Linked DNA regions of Xenopus laevis: region 2 is linked to region 1. Evidence: chromatin contacts called from public Hi-C data. All regions are on one chromosome and are shown on one strand. Each heading gives the region's core, a stretch centred on a gene start, on an enhancer-like site or on the middle of the called end of the contact. The rest is flanking DNA. Distances are from core to core; before and after follow the strand shown. Region 1 has its middle 7.6 kb from the start of kif26a.L. Region 2 overlaps adss1.L (adenylosuccinate synthase 1 L homeolog).

Region 1 (6,160 bases), core at 2,911-5,410:
TCTACACAGAGGAAATTAGAATTTTCAATCTGCATGCTGAACTCTGAGTAGACCAGATGTTGAGAAACACTCTGTTGGGGAAACACTCATGAAGAAATGTCTGGTTAGCTTGCTAGCTACTTGCTTCCTATTAACTATGGGTCACATTTATTAAGGTGCATAGTATAAAAAACAGACCTTGCCGCAGCATTATTTGTGTTCAGTAGCATTGCATAAAGAGAGGGATGCAGTTGATACAGTAGTTCATACACACAAGCTAGGCAGTATTACCTGGCCCAAGCATCTGGGGTGACAGGTTCCCTTACATCTGACAGCACCATGCACTGGATTTTTACTACCACTAGAAATTGATTGCTATGATATTAATGCCTTCCTTGTTCATGTTCATGTCTTTCATTGCCTAGTTGCTAGGTTCATTGACTTTAACAACCACATATCAGTGATCACCCTAGCAACCAGACAATAACTTTAAGTGATTTAAGCATATTAAGCAGTTTAAATGACTCCACCATTTAAAAATACCCCAAAATATATACAAATAATGTTCCACCTCTGAGATTAGACTAATATAGGCCATGGAGTTTTATAGGTGGTGCAGTTCCCTTTTAGCAGCCTGGGAAGCATCTGTCAGTTTTTTTCAGTCTTCTGATCTCTGCAGTTTTTCATTGTCCATACTCTCAAGCAGGAACTGTCAGCTTGTGGTTCTCTGGCTGGAAATCTGTGCCCAGTGGAGCAGTTACACGTACCATTACTCCTTCGCCACCCACTCTGAAGAGAAAAAGAAAATCCTTTAACAGATTCTTTTTTTTTTTGCTGAATATGGGAACATTTGCTTAATTAAGTCTCTCTTTGCCAGCTCCCTACTTGACCTTCAACAGCCTGTTTTATGGCACTACAATTTACTAGAAAAGCACTGACAAAACTATTGAGTGATTTACCTCTCTGCATTTATATAACCTTTCCTTTCTGATTTCCTTGCAGATTTCCACTGCTTCTGACTTTTAAATAACATTCTTCCAAATATTTTGTTGACTCCTTTTATTTTTTGTCTCTTGTCAATAAAAAGAAAAAAATAATAATGCAACAGAAATTTAAATGAATCTTAGCTAGGATTAACAAAGGATACACATAGAAAAATGCTGCATATGTTAACTTCACAAAGACATTTTATTAATAGAAGGAAATTATACAGTCTCAGCAGCAATGTGTTCCTATCTACTACTATCTGCTTTCCAGATAAAATGGGCCCACTTTGTTTTGTTTGAGTCTAAACCAAAACAAATCCAAAAATGCCAGATGTGGCTGATTCTCGGCCATTGGATAAACTCAGGCGGATAATCAGCCTTTACATCATCTTTTCCCCTGTGACTGCACTTGGATCCATTGTATCGGGTTGGACATACATCAAATATTTCAGCATGGAAAGCATGCATTTTGGCACTGAAATCTGCTCCATGTACCTGCATTGGGCCACCACAATGGATCCAGGAAAGGCTGATGCCAGTGTAGGGACTAGTTTTCGACTGCCATTTATAAGTCTTGAAAAGGCTGTTAGCAAAGTGCACATCAGTTGGGATTAGGGATGCACCAAATCCACTATTTTGGATTTGGCCGAACCCCTGAATCCTTTGCGAAAGATTAGTCCGAATACTGAACCAAATCCTAATTTGCATATGCAAATTAGGGGTGCAAAGGGGAAAACTTTTTTTTACCTTGTTTTGTGACAAAATGTCATGCAATTTCCTACCCCGCCCCTAATTTAAATACGCAAATTAGGATTCGGATTTGGTTAGGCCGGGCAGAAGCATTTGGCCGAATCCGAATCCTGATGAAAAAGGCAGAATCCTGCCAAAATCCCATAACAAATCCCAAATCGAATCCTGGATTCAGTGCATCCCTAGTTGGGATGATGTTTGTGTCTCCTTATTGAGTGGGGTGTAATAGTGAATTTTGCACATTTATATGCCAGAACCATATCTCCCATACTTCCAAGAGCACAAAACTTAAATTAATAGAAAGCTGTAGGTTCTAATGGGTAGTGACTAATTTGTCAGCTATCCCCAGTGAGGTGCTGCTTATTGGCATCCAGGGGAGCAGAGAGTTTTGTAGGGGACAGGAAGCAAACACCACTTCCATATCTACTGCTAGTCAAGGGATAATGTATTGCTGTGAGTTATATAATATTAACACATGAATGTACTCCTTATGTTCCTGAAATAAGGGAAATGTGTGTATGTTCTTAAATGGGGAATTTTTAACACAATTAATTAAAAGTTACATTATAAGCTTAAACCTTATCAAATCTGCCACGGGGAAGATTAATTTGAGAGAAGTCCGATGTGCCCTATATAAAGAGTTTCTGTCATATTTTTTATTTAATACTTGAACCATATACTCAGGAGCACCCAGTCTCTACCCCCATGGTCTATATGATAAGCCTTATCCAGTGTACAGACTTCCCTTTATTCTTTAATAATATAAGTATTCTTTTCATTAAACCAAATTTGATTGCTTGATTTCTTGTCACCCTTATTAGCTTTGTTATATTACACTATGTAATATGAAACATAGTGAGTAGCAATTGCATCTGTCTGTAATAAATGTATGTATGTGTGTTATGTACTGAATGCAGTCTGTTTGTTGCCTACTGGGCTTATTTACTGTACATTGCTTTTTTTATAACATGAGGCATATGACAGGGTTAGGTTGGGTTCACTGTGGACACTAACAACATGTGTTAAAATTTCTGTTTGCTTTATATGACCTGTATAATTATATCATAATAGTGAGCAAAAACACCTACACCAGAGTAATTTTGCTCCCATGTTAAATAATCATAGATTTTTTTAAAGATAAACCCCAACCAAAAGAAAATGTACTTTTTCTAATAAATAATAGAATAAATTGGTGGGCCGTCTATTTAAACAGCTGAAGAACATGAATCTTGCTGATAGGCTCTAGCCTTAATGTAGACAGCGCATTGCCTCTGTATCGAGGCCTGGGAGGGGGTGGGGGGATTCAAAGCAGTCTCTGCATTACAACTCCCTTCATCCTTACCAAACCAGCACTGAATGCAAAAAGCAACCAAAGGATTACATTATAATAATATATGGGTGGGGGTGTAATAATAATGTTTTACTGGAAAACGGTATCTTATATTTGTCTCCAAAAAGTCAATAAAAGTGGTAGGGTTTTCTTTATTTGAGCACTGGCATGACTTGTAGAATTTACAGTAGATTCCTTCTGTGTGATAAATTATTAGTAATATTTGATGTACTTGTCCTGCCGCACCTGCACCGCGAGAAAGTCATTTTTATTTATATTGGGCTTATTAATATATAATGTTTCAGTCACATCATATTTGTGCAGTGGTTTCGGCAGTCCCTGCAGGATATCAGTGACAGCAGCTACTATTAAAGGTCAGCCAAGTACCAAATGTACAGCAGAATCCTGAAAATTGGAACAATGGACCAAGATTTATCCTACAGGATATGTATTTATATTTATTTACTTGCATTTTGGAAGGGGGCAAAATGCAAGTTCAGGTTGGCGAGTCATAAGTGGTTAATAATTATATTCAGATTATTTTCCTTGAAAATGAATACACATGCAGAAAAATGTTACTTTTCTTATACTAGTCAGAGATATGCAACCTTTAGTTTATTTGCAGTTCTTAAAAATATATGGAGTCTGAGTGTAGATAAAAAAAAGAGATCCACAATAAAGAGAATACTATACCTATTAAAATAATCGTGTGTATCATTCAAGAATGTTTCCATTAAACATTACTGAGTTCATGTCAGGTCCCGAATGCTCTGTTGGGATTTTGCGGACCAAGTTCAATTCAGTTTGCGGTATCAAAAGGGCTAGGCAAAAAAGTAAACAAAGTCCAGGCAAAAGGGTCAATCCAGACAGCAAGGTTCAAAATCTAAACAACAGTCAATAACAGTCAATAACAATAATCAAGGAATTTAGCAATAGATCACACCCAGGAACTCCATAAGATGAACCTATTTGGGCAAGGTCTGTAATGTTCTGGCATCTTACATAGGCCAGTTCTGGTGCCAAACAGACGCGCTGGCGTCATGATGCTGCGTGCTGACATTGCGCACCTTGACGCCCAGGTGTCCTGATGCTGCGTCCATTCTGACATGCTGGCGTCAAGATGTTGCGCATGTTTGATGCTCGGGCATCAGAACGTGCTACAAGGGAGTCCTGCAGGCCGCCATCTTGCCGAAGAGAACCGGAACCGCCATTTTGCCAAAGAGGACCAGAGCGTGAGTATTCCTTACAGTTCATAGCTTACTTTGACTGTGGTATTCTCTGCAATGCACTACACTGCAGGTAAGACACACGTGCTTCTTGTAAGAGGCACAGTAGTACAATTGTAGCAATTATGTTATATGTAGTGGTGTTTAGCCAGAAGATAAAACATAGTAGTAGTAGTAGCAAACACAGTAGTAGTGTGGTCAGCATAGCAGTTTAAAAGCAACATATGCCATAAGCCTTAACGTAGAAAGTACATACTTCTCCTTGGAGTGTGACCTGAATCCAGACAGCTGGGGTCCCTTACCTACTGGGTACCATACAATAGCAATACAAATCAGCAGATTAAATCACCAAATCCCTCAAGACTGGACAGAAAGCATCAATTCATGGTTAAATCTGCCCTATAATTGTCTAAAGTGCAAGGAAATACACATTCCCAATTCAATTACATCAGTACCTCCAGTTTCTAAAGAAAGACATTAACTATATAAATAAGGTCAGTAATACGTGGTCGTAATTATCAGTTATCTGTAGTAAAAATTTGCTTATTCTTAATGTTAGGCGTGAGTTAGACTGTTGCATTCTGCAGTATGTCATTGTTTTATTTTTATTGCTTCCTGGAATGACAGATGAAAAGCAAAAGCCTGAATGCAAGAGAAGCTGCTTAGCTTACTTTCAATTACAGGATATTGTTAGTTAATTTTAGGTGTACTTCCCCTTTCTCATCCATTATTTCTATAGCACCAACATGTTTTTCAGTGCTTTACAGAGATTGTTTATTATTCACAGCAGTCCCTATCTCAGTGGTGCTTGCAGCTCCAGGTCCCTATTACATCTACATACTAGTGTCAGTTTCGTCAGGAGGTATATTTAGCAGTGTGGGAGGACCTGAATACCTGGAGGAAATCTACACAGACATAGGACACAGAAAATCCTTACATTTTTGCTGTATTAAACAGTATTAAGGACTGCACTACCTTGTCCCTCACTTAAATACAGTCATAAGTTATTGAAGAGGGAAGGTTTCCAAGGGGGTACATTGCATTACATATTAACAATAATGGGGCCTAATTTCTCTTTTAAATTACATAGTACCAGGCAGTGCAAACCTTAAAAAAGACATCTATAAACATTCAGATCTATTTACCACTTATTAGAGATGGTAGTTGGTATCAGTATGTGGCCAGGGCGGATTTACATAGAAGGTGCCCCTAGGCCCGCTGTCGTTCGTCGCCGCCGTCCCCTCCCTTTTATTTGCTCACATTTTCATCATCGGGACCGGAGCAATGGGGATTGGTGCACAGTGAGATTTTAAAAACTATTGTATCTCCTGCTCATCTCCAGTATTTCTGAACCAATGTGGGTGTGGTTGGGCAGCATGCCGCCCCCTAAAATCCTGCCGCCCCAGGCCTGGGCTTTGGTGGCCTCTCCACAAATTCGGACCTGTATGTGGCACCTGCTGTGTGTAACTTATTCCTAAGGTTAATTGCACATATATTATACAGGTAATGGGCCATGTCTCACTTTTGCACTATATGCACTAGAAGAGCCAAATTTCCAGTTTAAAAACTATAAATTCAGCTCTTAAATTTACCAGGAGAGGCTTTTTGCTTCCCCTGGTAAGTGTTTTTGCATTGCCGTCTGAGGAGAGTTGCTCAACTCGCCTCATGGCAGCAGCACCCCTGTTTGTAATTTGAGAGCATTCATAGTGTTGCTACGAATTCCCTTATAGGAATTTCACACTGATCTTAATGCATAATCCATGAAAGAAGAATGGAGTTTATGGCACATAGTCAGGGTAAGACTGGAGCATTGGGGGCCCACCGTGGCTGCGACATCAAGGGTCCTCCTAGCAGTCCCCCGGGCCCCCTCCCGACTTCCAAACCTCTGA
Region 2 (7,110 bases), core at 1,207-3,706, 820 kb before region 1:
AAACAATTCCCTTTTAGGGTTATTAATAAGTATTTTAGTCCATCTGCAAATAATCAAAGCAAAGCAAGTAGATATGGGCCTAACACCTGCATGTATCTTACATCACAAGGAATATTGCATTGTAGGGCAATAAATGCTATATGGGCAAAAGTATCCAGACAATCCATTTACAATTACATGTCCTAACTGCTAAGTTCAAAACTGTCTCCAGAACCATGTCAGCATAAGAGTTTCTTGTAGGAAGCACTGGGTTTTTATTGGTGATCCGAGGCAAAGAAACCTAAGGTCACCATGTGTCAAGCTTCAGCTGGATTGTTGTAAAAGCAACTGACATTGGACTTTGGAGCAGTGGGAACTCATCCTCTGGACCAATAAATGGTACTTAACTACCAGGTATTCTGACAGAATGTTTTGAATTAGACAGAGGCCAGGACAAATATACCTGCCTGAATGCATAATAGTGGGGCCTTTTTCCAGGGTTTCAGTTATGGCCCCTGGTTTCATGGAAAACAAGCCTTAAAGCAACAGTCTACAATTACATTCTTGACGCTTTTGTGCTTCCTACTATGGCGTGCCTATTTGAAGGATAATAACCCCAACTTTACTATCTTCTTATTCTTATAAACTGGTGAACTACTAGACTATTTTAATCCATCTACCATAAATCATAGGGCAACATGAATGTGGAAAAGGATTTACACGTTGATCTAAAATAGGTATACAACTGGCTGCTTTGACAGGGTCAATGTGAACCTTTGTCTAACCAGATTTGCTTGCATAATAAGGCTTTAAACCACAGAATGGACAAAGACATCTATTAAAGCTCATTCATTGAGTCCAACATGTGGCAGGGAACTAGACTATTTCCATTATTGACCCGATGCAGTCAACAATGTTTGATTGCCAGTAGACTACTGCAGTGATCAGAAACCTTGGTGTGCCATAGTCCTAAATTCACAGTTGTGGAATTAATGAGGTTGATCCTTCATTCGCTATAAACATTAACCACATTATCCTTGACAGACATTAGTGGGAGGCAATCTATAGGATTAAGTGTGGAAAATGACTCAACATGGAAAAGACAACAGGAGCTAACAGAGCAGTTTCACCAGTTGCAACAAACAAAACAGGACTGAGAGTAGAGACAGAGAATATTTGTCCAGTCCAATCAACCTAATGTTTCACTGCCAACATTTGAGGTCTTTACTGAATGGTTTCCTTAGGCTGCATGTGCTGTGTCATTCCTGCTTGATGAGTCTTCTGGTTATTCCATCTGTGAAGCCATTAAAAGGTTTGTAAACTCCAAAATATTAGATTAAGAAGTAGAGAAATCAGATATAACAAACAATTAGGAGAAACACCCAATGGGAACAGATCCAGGAACTGGTAAAATCTAATTGTATGTGGTTTGAATGACAAGGGCACAAATGGCATCATGTCTAGCTGCAAAGGACACCAGTTACTATATAGGATCATGTCTAGCTTTAGGCTTGCATCCCATCTTGGGACTTTATCCAAGAGAATGAAACAGCTAAGTTTATATATTAACTACACAGCACCTTTCTATTATGACCAAGAAGCCCTCAATAAATCGATGAAATAAGGCTCATGAAAAAAATAGCATCACCTCTGAAGTCTGCAATAACAATTATAGAATCCCTATGACCCAGCTTCAAGTCACTATTGAACCTTTCAAGTAATCATATCAGGATTTGTACAATATATGTGTGTGTGTGTGTGTCATATTGCAATGGTGCCTTTTCACTGGACTATCAAGAATACCTAAGAATACAGACTGCTGCTGTCACGGTCGGCACCCAACACCAGAACGAACACCAGGCACCCTGGTCTCAGCTCGTGCTTCACCAGTAGTGTGACTGTCTTTGGGCCTCGGGAGGAGCCCTCGGCTTACTTGGATGCCACCTGGACTTAAACGAGAGGTGCAAGATGAGGGTTCTGGATAGGTAGAGGGGCACGACTGTAAAGCAAAGTCTTTGGACAGAAGGTCGTAGTACAAGGCGTTAGGCAATAGAGTAGTCAGATCAGGCCGGGTCGGGGCAGGCAGAGAATAAACGTAGTCAGGCAGGCAAGGGTCAAACCAGGAAGTCAATCAGAGGGTTAATCAGAAGAAGTAGTCGGTATTCAAGCAAGGGTCAGGATCCAGAGGTCAGAATAGTCAAAAGCCAGGCAGGGGTCACAACAGGAATCAAGACAGGTTCAAAACGGAATTAGCAAAGCTCAGGAAGCACCAGGAATAAACTCCTATCACAGGCAAGGTCTCGCAGCCCTAAATAGCTTTTGAATTTCGCTCCATTGCGCGCTGACGTCATTACGCTAGTGCGCATGCGCCTACAAAATCCCGAAGTGCGTGTGTCACGCACTAGGAAGGAGCCAGAGAAGAGGAGCAGCAGGCATCCCCGCCGATTGCACGGTGTGCGTCCCCGCCGCACCACTAGACCACCAGGGTGAGTTTTTATTACAGCTGCCAAAAGTAGCTTGATACCCATTCACCCACAGAAAGTACACAGTGGCTGCACTACCGGGGGAGCAGGGGGTGCGAGCGGGCCAGGGCCTGCACCCCTTCAGGGCCCCCCGGCAGCGCCACACGCCACTGAAATCAACCCGGCAGCGCACCGTACGGAGTGGGGCGGGGCCCGGCTGCGCATCACGCACCAGGGCCCGCCCCCCTCTAGGAACGCTGCTGAAAGTACAGCTTGATTCCAAAAGTGATTTATTTATGTAAACATGTAAGTTCATACCCTAAAAGGATATGTGATAATGACAGATACAATAAAGGCCTCAAGAAATAATGCACAACTGTATGTGTTTGTGATTGACCCATAATGTCCATATCCGTAATTCCATTTTCCATGTGTGTAATTTCCATAGTGTATTTTAGCTGGAAGAGAAATGCCAAAAGCCACGCTAAATTATTAGGAGGCAGTATAGGCAGTTTTGCCTGTTCACCAACTTGCTAAAATTCAGGACGGTAGCAGCAGTGCAGCTAGCCAATGGAGTCACTATCTCCTCCAGGGAGTTAGCTGCCCACTGTTCTGTTGATAGGCTGCTGATAGTTGGGGTTGGAAGACACATGGTTGGGGGCACCTGGGAAAAGGACATCATATCTAGCCCCATACTAAATTTTAATATCAAAATTACCTATAAAAAACTGTCTGCTCTTTTAAAAAACAGGTTTCAGTGCAGAATACTGCTGAAGCAGCACTATTAACTCATGCATTTTAAAAATAAAACTTGTTTCTCTATGACAGTATCCCTTTAAAAAGGGATGGTACAATTGTACAATCACATCTTATCTGTAACCAAGCAGTATGGGAGTGGTACATGTATGGCCAACTTTGGTTTATAAACTTCACTGGGTCAAGGAATGATAGTAGATTTTTTTCTAAAGTACTGCAGAATATGTTAGTGATATGTAAATACAGAATAATAATGCATATATATTTGCTGAAAAGTGTAAGAAATGCTTAAGTCATAACCAAGAAGCCCTTTGATGTTTGTCACATATCCATCATGTTCTGCTTTAAATATTGTTTTCCGACAGATGAAGATCCTGTGTTCTATTCTATACCAGTGCATGTAATCTAAAACCTGACCTTCTCCAACTGTATTTTTATATTGCTTGGGGCAGGGCTGACCTCCGGGTTACACACAGCAGACTGCAACTTTAAATAGCAAACAGACTCGGCTATGATCGTATGATATTTTATAGATATATAGAGATTTGTATTTTTACAAGATACTACTTTCTACAATGCTATTTCAAACTAATCACTTTTGCTCATGCAATTACATTTTATTTAATAAAACGGGCAAATAATAAAATAATGAAGACAGAGTAAAACATGCAGTGCATTAACCACAGATTATTTCTTATTGTGGGGTGTAAGTAGTTCTAAATAGATGATTATCACCCCAAAACATGCAACAGTGCATTTAAAGCATTAGTTATTGGTCTGTGGCTACTTTCCATAATTAGTAAGCAACCCATGGACGATCATCAGTGTTTTTTGTGGATTGTGGAAAACTACACATATGTCCTAGTCCTTAATGATATAAGGGGTAATGTATTAAAATTCTCAAGCTTTGCAATAGGTCTAGTAACCCACAGTAACCATTCAGATGTTTGCTTTCAAACAGACAACCAGTAAATGATTCCTGCTGATATCTTTAGTGGCTACCAAGGATGTTTAAGCCATAAGCCAAGCTGAAACTTCCATGGTGGAAAGCAGCACAGGATCTACTGCTTCGGGTGGTAGCAGGCCAAGGATCATACATAATATAAAGCTTCTAAGAATTACATGGTCAACCACTTCCATTTTTATCACAGGAAAAGAAGCTCTAGTGCCATAAAAGTCAGTTGAATGGTCATAAAAACTGAAGTAAAATACTTTTTATATAAAACTGAAAATTTTGCATTTCTTCAAGGTGAATTTGTTACCAATCCTACTGCAGCAGAACACTGTGTAATCTATGAATGGGCGTTATAATAATGCTGCATACATGTACTTCATACTCTTGAGGTGTGCAAGGCCAGTTTCCCAAATGGAATTTAGGGGAAAGAACTGGTGTAGAAGCTCTGATTGTTATGTGACAGTGGCAGTATAAGAGATGTTAATGGCCCCCAACCTGCCCTGGATCTACTGACATCTGCTATGACATCATTTTGGCGCTTCCAACATGTTGGATTGATTGGTATTTATCTCACTAAATAGTAGAACTACATCTTAATGGCTCATAACCAAATGTCTACTGCACTGATTTCAGAAGACTTTCTTTAGATCAGGGTCAGACTGTGTTGGCGGGACCCTGGGAAAAAAACAAGACCCTGACCTCCTGCCTTGGCCCTGATTGCGCAGCAAGAGGAAAACAAGGTGTGTGGAGGGTGGGGGGTGTAACAGGGGGGCTCAGGGGGTGTGTGATCCCCTGAATTGGAAGCCCCAGTGGGCCCTTAACCTCCCCGTCCAACTCCTCTTTAGATGGATAAAGTAGCAGCAAAACTTCAGTTTTAGCAGATGCCAAGGCAAGGGTTGCCACTTTTCAATATAATACATTGCTGGTCAATTTCTATTATCGGCCCTTGTTTTGGCTGATATTTTACTGGTTATTCCTGAGGATTCCAAGCTAGGTGGCAACCCTAGCAACGGCAGTGATTGTCAAATATTTTCAGTTCAAGTCCCAACTGAAGGTGCACAATTTTGTCAGAGCTCCACATAGCACATGATATGACAGGTATAGGAAAATTACCTGACTGATGATTTGCAACACACCAATTCCCAGTGGCTATTTGTATCAGAAATTCACTTGCTGATTGGTCAGATTAAGTATCTTAAATAGAGCGCTGCGAAATATGTTGGTGCTATATAAATACATGTTAATAATAATAATAATAACTATGTCATTGCTTTGTCGGCATCTAAGATTTCACAGCCTTATTCTGGCTACTGGTGGGGGCACTTTATAAATCATATGGTTAAGGTAAATAATGTAGATTCAAAAATTTACAACTCTTTAATTGCACAAGAACCCCACTTTTATGTTTTTCAGGGGAACAGAAAAAATGGTGTAAAATCTGGGGAAAATGCTTTATGCATTATATGTTAGTTGGACCACACAGTGTAAAATTCCAGAAACATTTCAGGATATTTAAAATTGAGGTTCCACTGTATAGAAATCCATAAAAATGATGCACAGAAGGACATTTGAATGCTAAAGAATACAATAATGTTGTACTCTTAAACCAGGAGTGAGGCGTTAGAAAATATGATGTTCTTTTTAGGACAATTTGACATAATTAATCTTTCTGATTGTAGTCTACCTTTGTGCAAAGCCCCCTGTGGCGCGGGTATGAAGTGAGAATGAAATGCACACAATGGACAGGCCATAGACTAAAGCGAGTCTAGCACCTGTTACATCACACTGGGGGAGCAGGGAGGCAGAAAGCGCCGGCTCTTGTATTAATTACAGCATCCTAAGGGCTCAGCTGTATGTATTTTTAGATCGAATGGACCTTTTCAAGTGGAGTTTATTGCAAGGTCTGAGTCACGGTTAAGGTTCTGTCATTATAAGTGTCTTAAATTACTCAGATACCACCATGGCAACTCTAGTAACAACACAAACTGCAAAAAACAACAAAAACAAACGTAAATAAAAAGTAAGCCTGACCGTAACTACCACAGAGCCAGGAGAAGTTGCCTCGACAACAGAGATGGCTAGAAGTACTTTCAGGCTAATGATACAAATGGTGTTTTAAGCCTTCTGATCATGAGAAGAACAGCAACAGTTAAAATGCCCCTGTCTGTCTATCTTTCCATCTCTGCTTCTTATACTACTGAATACACACAAACAGTTATTGGCAGGTGCCAAAATGCAAAAGTGAGAGTAACTGGCACTGAAGTTAGCTTGTCACCACTCTTTAAATACTTTACATTCAGCAGCAGTATTAGGAGTAGTAATCAGCCGTCAGGGACATTTTGTGCTTTTCCCCATCATAGGGCAGTGGCAGTTAAGACACCCATGTGTCAGGCAGAGAAAATCCGATGCACTCCCATCTGTTCTCTCCTATATTTGCAAAGTAAAAAAAATGTTTTGGCCAATCCAGACTCACCCCCTGTGTGTTCTACTTAGTGCAGCTCCATTTTGGTGTACCGGGTGCTCTGCCACCAGCGTTCCCACTGTGATAAGATATGGAAGAGGATAGAAAGGCGGCACTCCAGTTAAAAAGATTGTGGTTTATTGCAACAGGTCACAAACCAATATCACCTGACGCATTTCGGGAGCAACTCCCTTAATCGTCAATGATAAATTGACTCCCTTAGCCTACGATTAAGGGAGTTGCGACCTGTTGCAATAAACCACCTTCTTTTTAACCCGAGTGCTGCCTTTCTGTCCTCTTGCATATCTCCTATATTTGCACTGACTGGCACAGGGTCGGCCTATGTGCACACACACACAGTGCATATCAGCAGACAAATGCATACTTCCCTGTTTCTGCGCCTATACCCACTCTCACTGTCAGTGAAGATTCAGGAAAAACGAAGAAAACAAAGAGAAAACACAGGCAGACAAAGGCCGATGCTCAGCCTGGAGTCA

The links. A called contact is a pair of places that touch in the nucleus more often than the background predicts.
Region 2: a Hi-C map of the XTC cell line shows a contact between it and region 1, with 3 times the contacts expected there. The contact joins two enhancer-like sites.

Annotation. Positions count from the first base shown.
Region 1 is chr8L:90,101,776-90,107,935 of Xenopus_laevis_v10.1, reverse strand. No RefSeq gene overlaps it. Among protein-coding and RNA genes, the nearest start is that of kif26a.L, 7.6 kb to the left of the region's middle. Within about 2 kb of position 4,160, at least 1 of the 7 cell types and tissues checked has an H3K27ac peak or open chromatin away from gene starts, as enhancers often do.
Region 2 is chr8L:90,922,902-90,930,011 of Xenopus_laevis_v10.1, reverse strand. All of the region lies in intron 1 of adss1.L (adenylosuccinate synthase 1 L homeolog), which reads right to left. Among protein-coding and RNA genes, the nearest start is that of adss1.L, 5.6 kb to the right of the region's middle. Within about 2 kb of position 2,456, at least 1 of the 7 cell types and tissues checked has an H3K27ac peak or open chromatin away from gene starts, as enhancers often do.